Regions from separate parts of the Cricetulus griseus genome. Here region 2 is linked to region 1. The links are chromatin contacts, called in public Hi-C maps. All regions are on one chromosome and are shown on one strand. The core of a region is the stretch at or near the end of the contact, and the rest is flanking DNA. Distances in the headings are between cores, read along the strand shown. Region 1 holds the start of L3mbtl3 (lethal(3)malignant brain tumor-like protein 3). Region 2 has its middle 32 kb from the start of Tmem244.

Region 1 (2,700 bases), core at 12-2,511:
GGAGAGATGGTCTCTACAGTAGCAGTCAAGAAATAGGTGGTGGTCTGTTTCTCCAGGGTAATTTCACGGGCCTGAGGAAAATTTAAGAGTTTTATTTTCTGAAACGACTTCAAGGAACATTCCTTTAGTGAAAAAAAAATTCAATCAAGAATAATCTTACTTACATTTTAGGGGAAGGGTTTTTAATATGGAATTTCCTTCTGTGATATATTTAAATTCTAGGCCTCAGGCAACAATAGCAGAGAAAGGCCCCTGTACCCTTCATTAGATGCAAAGCAAACAGTACATGCTGGGGGAGGAGCCTTCCTTTACTTCCCCACTGCTTTTCCTCTTCCCTCAGCGAAGTGCTAGGCTTGCCTCACCATCTCAGAAATCGCTTCTTTTTTCCCCTCTTTCCCTTCATAGCCAACTCTACTGTTGGTGTCAACATATTTATCGCAACTTTAAAGACTTCGAATTATTTTGTCTACCCCTAAACCTTGTAGGAAAGGGGGACCGCCAACTCCCCCAAAGCCAGTGTGCAGAAAACTGTCAATATCGAAATACAATACTAGCTTGATCCAGATTTGACGCGCTGACAAAGGCAGGGTTTGCTATTTAGGAGAGCTCAGCCATCTTGACTGAGTACATTAGGCGGGCGGTCCCGTCTTATTACCTAGGCACTTTACCAGGGATTTCTAAGTTGAGGCAGAACTCCCAGCGTCCCTTAGAACAGAGGCCTAACCCAGTGGAGCTGTCAATACAGATAGCATTTAGGATGCGGAACGAACGCGCAAGTTTCGGACTTTTATTATGCATTCTTCCAGTCTCGAAAAGGGCAAATTAAACTCCGTGCACGCTTAGAACTTTATTTCTTAATTTTCTTGACCTGTGGCATGTATTCAGCCCCTGGGTAGCAACGGTGTGAGCCCAGGGCCCACTCTTTAATGGCTGAATGCACACATTTAACCAGCACATGGTGGATTCGCTGCTCTGAGAATTGCCTTAGAAAAAAAGTAAAGTGCAAAAGCAGACAAAGAAATCTATAACCTTCTCAGTCTTTCCCCATTTGTTCGGGCCGTTCTTTGACCCAGCTCGGAAGCAGCAGCGACGAGGATCGCGAAGAGATGCACCTGAACCAGTGTCTGCGGGCGGCTGCCTGGGCCGAGCCGCTCAATCGCTGCTTTCCAGCGGCGAAGGCGCAGCAGCAGTAACAGGGAAGCCAGCGCGAGCCTCCCCGGCGGCGGCGGCGGCGGCGCGGCGGCGGCAGCACCGGCACCAGCGCAGTTTCCCCTCTCCCCAGCCCTGACTCTACGCGCACATGCGCACTGCGCCCGCAGCCCTGGACCATTTGTCAGGACTACTCGTGAGACGGAGAAAAAAAAAAGAGAAAATTTGGGGGTAAGAAGCGGCTGATCGGATCTAATCTCTAATTAATCCGCAGCTCGGCCCGTGCCAGAGCCATTCATTGATTTTTTTCTGGGTGAGGATGAAAGTTCAGAGAGCTAGAGAGGGAAGGAAGCGCACCCTCGTCTTGGGAAAGAGATCAGGGGAGGGGAAGGAGAGAAGGGGTTTCTCCCCCACTTCTCTGCGCCTCTGGGAAAGAGGAGAAAACTTAATCCCGGGGAAAAAAAGTGGGCAAGTGAGTCGGAAGCGGCTGGAGGGGGAGTCTGTGGGCATCTCACTCTGAAGTAGTGAGTGCGAGTGCGAAAGAGGAACAAAAGAGAGAGAAAAGAGAAAGGAAAAAATGGGGGGAGGAGAGACTTGTATTTTTTCCTCCTTTTGCGCGCACACGGGGAAGGGTGTGGGGGGCCGTGCGGAAGGGAGCGGGCCGAGGCGGCCGCGTCTGGCCGTCGCCGGCGCGCAGGCGGCGGGATGCGTGTGGGCCCCCTCCCCCGCGCCCCCCCCCCCGCTCCGAGCTTGTCACTTTGGTCGCTTTTTTGACACCGGGCGCGCGGGCGGCGGTGGGGGGAGCGCGGCGCCGCGGGGCTGCGTGTCCGGGGCGGCGCTGGGGGGGGGGTGGGGGGGGGAACGCGGAGGAGCCGCAGCCTCCCCGGGAGGCGCCGAGAGCGGTCGGGCCCCGAGGCAGGGGGGGGGCTCCGGCTTCGGGAGGGGAACCGTGGGCACGATCGCAGTGGCGACTCGGTGCGGCGGCGGCGGGAGGACGCGAGCCCCGGCGCGCCGCCCCTGCGGCCCCCTCCGCCCGTGTGGCCTTTGTGCCGGGCGCGCACCGGGAGAGCGAGCGAGCGAGCGAGCGAGCGCGAGAAGTCCAAGTACGGGAGACCGAGGCAGTGGGAAAAGAGGCCGCGCCACTTTGCTTTCCCGGCTCGGCTGCGGAGAGAGAACGGACTGGTTGAATGTGGCATCGGCGCGTCTCGCCGGCGCGGCCGTGTGTGTCTGTGTACGTGTGTCTGTGTGTCGGGGTGTGTGTCTGTGTGTCGGGATGTGTGTGTGTGTGAGTGTGTGTGTGTGTGTGTGAGTGTGAGCGCGCGCCGAGAGGCCTCCGCGACTCGCACCGCGCACACGCACCCGCACACGCACGCACACCCGAGCCGCGGCAGGGCCAGCGGCCGAGAGTTTGCGTGTGCTCTCCCGCTCGCCACCTCCCCCGCTCGCCGCCGCCGCCGACGACTGTGGGAGAATTTCCTAGAGATCGCCTCCAATTTCCGCCATTTTGGGAAAGTTGCACGGAAAAAAAAAAAAAAAAGAAATAAAGCCTCC
Region 2 (2,700 bases), core at 128-2,627, 180 kb before region 1:
TATATATATATGTGTGTGTGTGTGTGTGTGTGTGTGTGGTGTGTGTGTGTGTGTGTGTGTGTGTGTGTGTGTGTGTGTGTGTGTGTGTATTCATCATCTTCCTGCCTCGATATCTCAGTTGTTGAGATTACACACATGTACTACCATGCCCAGCTGTAGTAACACATTAATAATAACCACATGACACTGGGGAAATATGGATATGAGCCCTCTGAGCATATAGGGTAGTTAAGAGCCCCTGACAGCAGGGTCAAATTTCAGATTTAAATTCTGGCTGTGTAACATTTGCTGACCACACATTTTGGAGCTTTGTTGGACCTCCTGTGAGTCAGTACTTTCATCTGTAGAATGTGAGCAATAACAGTATCCATCTCTGAGGATTCCTGTGAGAATTTAATAGTATGATCCTAGCTTGACATATGATAAATACTCAGTGGGAACCACTCATAGTTCATATTCCTCATGGTGGAATGGAAATTTATGACATGAATATCTTACTTCACTAGTCTGGGAACCGTTGGATCTACGTCTGTGTTGCATCTCTGTGAGAATCTCCTAATCTAGCTCACTGTCTTGACTAGTAGTGAGGATTTGTTTTTATGTATTATGGTTAAATCCACCACATTTTGCATTTTTTTTTACACATAGGAAGGCATTCAGCCAGGGCTGGGGCACAAGCCTATAATCTTAGTTACTTAGAAAACCCAGACAACAGATCACAAGTTCAATGACTGTCTAGGTAATTTAACTGAAAAAAAAAAAAAAAGGCCTGGTGTGGGGCACATGCCCTTAATCCCAGAACTCTGGAAGCAAAGGTGGGAAAGTCTCCTGGTTCAAGGCCAGCAGCCATAACTATATAGTGAGGCCTTATCTCAAATTGCCTTACCAACCCACACCAAAATTGGGGAGTTGGGCAAGCTGGCATACCCCTAATACTTAGGAGACTGAAGTAAGTGAATCTTGACTCCAGACCTTGTCTCCAAAATTGATGGATGGATAGATAGATAGATAGATAGATAGATAGATAGATAGTATCTTAGTGGTAGGGTAGTTGCTTACCATGTATAAAGCCCTGGATTCAGTCATCAATAATACAACACATAAAATAAAAATCCTTCATACTGTCTTTATTCTGTTGTCTCAGATCTCCTTTCAAAAAATATTAAATTGCATATAATAATAATATAAGCATATTCAATTACCTTTTGAAATCTGCTTTAAGTTTCATGAAAGCCTAAAATATGTGCCTACTTTTAAAAGATTATTTTGAATCATATCTATTTATTAAATAAAACTCTAGACTATACAATCCATTACAGTCTAGAAACTTGGCCTTGTGGCTCTAGTTTGGTCCACCTCCAAGAATGGCTAGTTACCTGTGAGTAAGACAACCCTGAGCACAGTGTGAGTCACCTTCTGCTGTCCCCAGAGGGCATCGGAACTAACAGGCAAGGCTTTAATATAAAAAGCATTTTTTATACCGCAGAAGAACCTTTATCAGTATCCAAAATGGAGTGCCTCATCTGAAACTACTTCAGTTCCTATGTGAAAGAGGTCAGATTAAAATAGGCTGTCAGCATAAATGCAGACACGGCCTTGCACAGGCCAGAGTGATCCCATGGTAGAACCGTGGAAAGAGTGGAGAGAAAGTAGAGGCAAAAGAAGCATAATCGCAAAGACATAGAAAAATCTGTCTCGAGGGCTGGGAATGGAGCTCAGTGAGGAAGAACACTTGCTGTGTAAGGGTGAGGATCTGAGATTGAATACCAAGAATCCACCTGAAAAAGCTGCCCTCACAGTGACTGTACCCCAGCATTGGATGGTGGTGGTGGTCAGATCCTAGACTCCCCCGGACCAGCCAGCTTAACGGAAACACAGAGCTTCTGTTTCAATGTTAGACCCTGTTGCAAAGGGACAGTGGAAGAACATTGGAAGATGTTCTCTTCTAGCAGACACTCGAACACACACATGTACATGCAGAACATTGATTTAGACACGACACACACTACACACAGAGAGAGAAATCTGTAGATAAACACAATTATAATTTTTATAAGTTTTATTTTATTATGAAATTATTAATTTTATAATTATAAGAAAATATTGTAATGTTTTTGATATTTAAAGACCTTGCAGTTTTCAGTTTTCCCAGGTTAATATCAATGAGATAAAGAAACAAAACTAGACATTGGGAAAAATTCTTTTAGACTCACAGCATAAGAGATTTTCCCTTTGACTATTACAGTTCTTATTTAGTTTATTTGCTGTATGTGTGAGAGTGCAGGTGTGTAATTGCCATGGTGAGTAGATGGAGGTCAGAGGACAGCTTTCACGAGTTGGTCCAGTCCTGCCACCCTGTGAGATCCAAGGATCCCAGTCAGGTCATTAAGCCTATGGGCAAATGCCTCCCCTGCTGAACAACCTCACTGGCCCTGTATGCTTACTTTTGAGATGGCTTGCTGACGTGGCTGTATTTTACAATTATTAAGTGATCCGATTCTAAAGCAAAAGAGGAAGTTATCTTGTGTATTTGTAATCCCCCTTTTAAAATCATATCTGAAAAAATAAGATTTTATATTCCAGCTTTAGAAGAGGTGACATAAAGGAAATCAGGGCAATAACTCCGTTTTGACATCAAACATTCTGATGAGACAGCACCTCATCATTTGAAGTGCTTTCTAAATATGCAAAGTGATTGGA

The links. Hi-C and Micro-C count contacts between places; a contact is called where the count stands out from the background.
Region 2: a contact with region 1 is called in a Hi-C map of the CHO-K1 cell line, with 2.8 times the contacts expected there. The contact joins the enhancer-like site here to the promoter of L3mbtl3 in region 1. A contact is called at or near these places in 3 of 8 Hi-C or Micro-C datasets (the CHL-YN cell line, the CHO-K1 cell line and fibroblasts).

What each region holds. Positions count from the first base shown.
Region 1 is chr2:245,424,686-245,427,385 of CriGri-PICRH-1.0, reverse strand. It overlaps L3mbtl3 (lethal(3)malignant brain tumor-like protein 3), which reads left to right and starts at 1,261. Exons shown (of 22, transcript XM_027402880.2): 1 at 1,261-1,380.
Region 2 is chr2:245,601,043-245,603,742 of CriGri-PICRH-1.0, reverse strand. No RefSeq gene overlaps it. Among named protein-coding and RNA genes, the nearest start is that of Tmem244, 32 kb to the left of the region's middle. Within about 2 kb of position 1,377, at least 1 of the 6 cell types and tissues checked has open chromatin away from gene starts, as enhancers often do. A contact at or near this core is called in the CHO-K1 cell line, where this site is marked.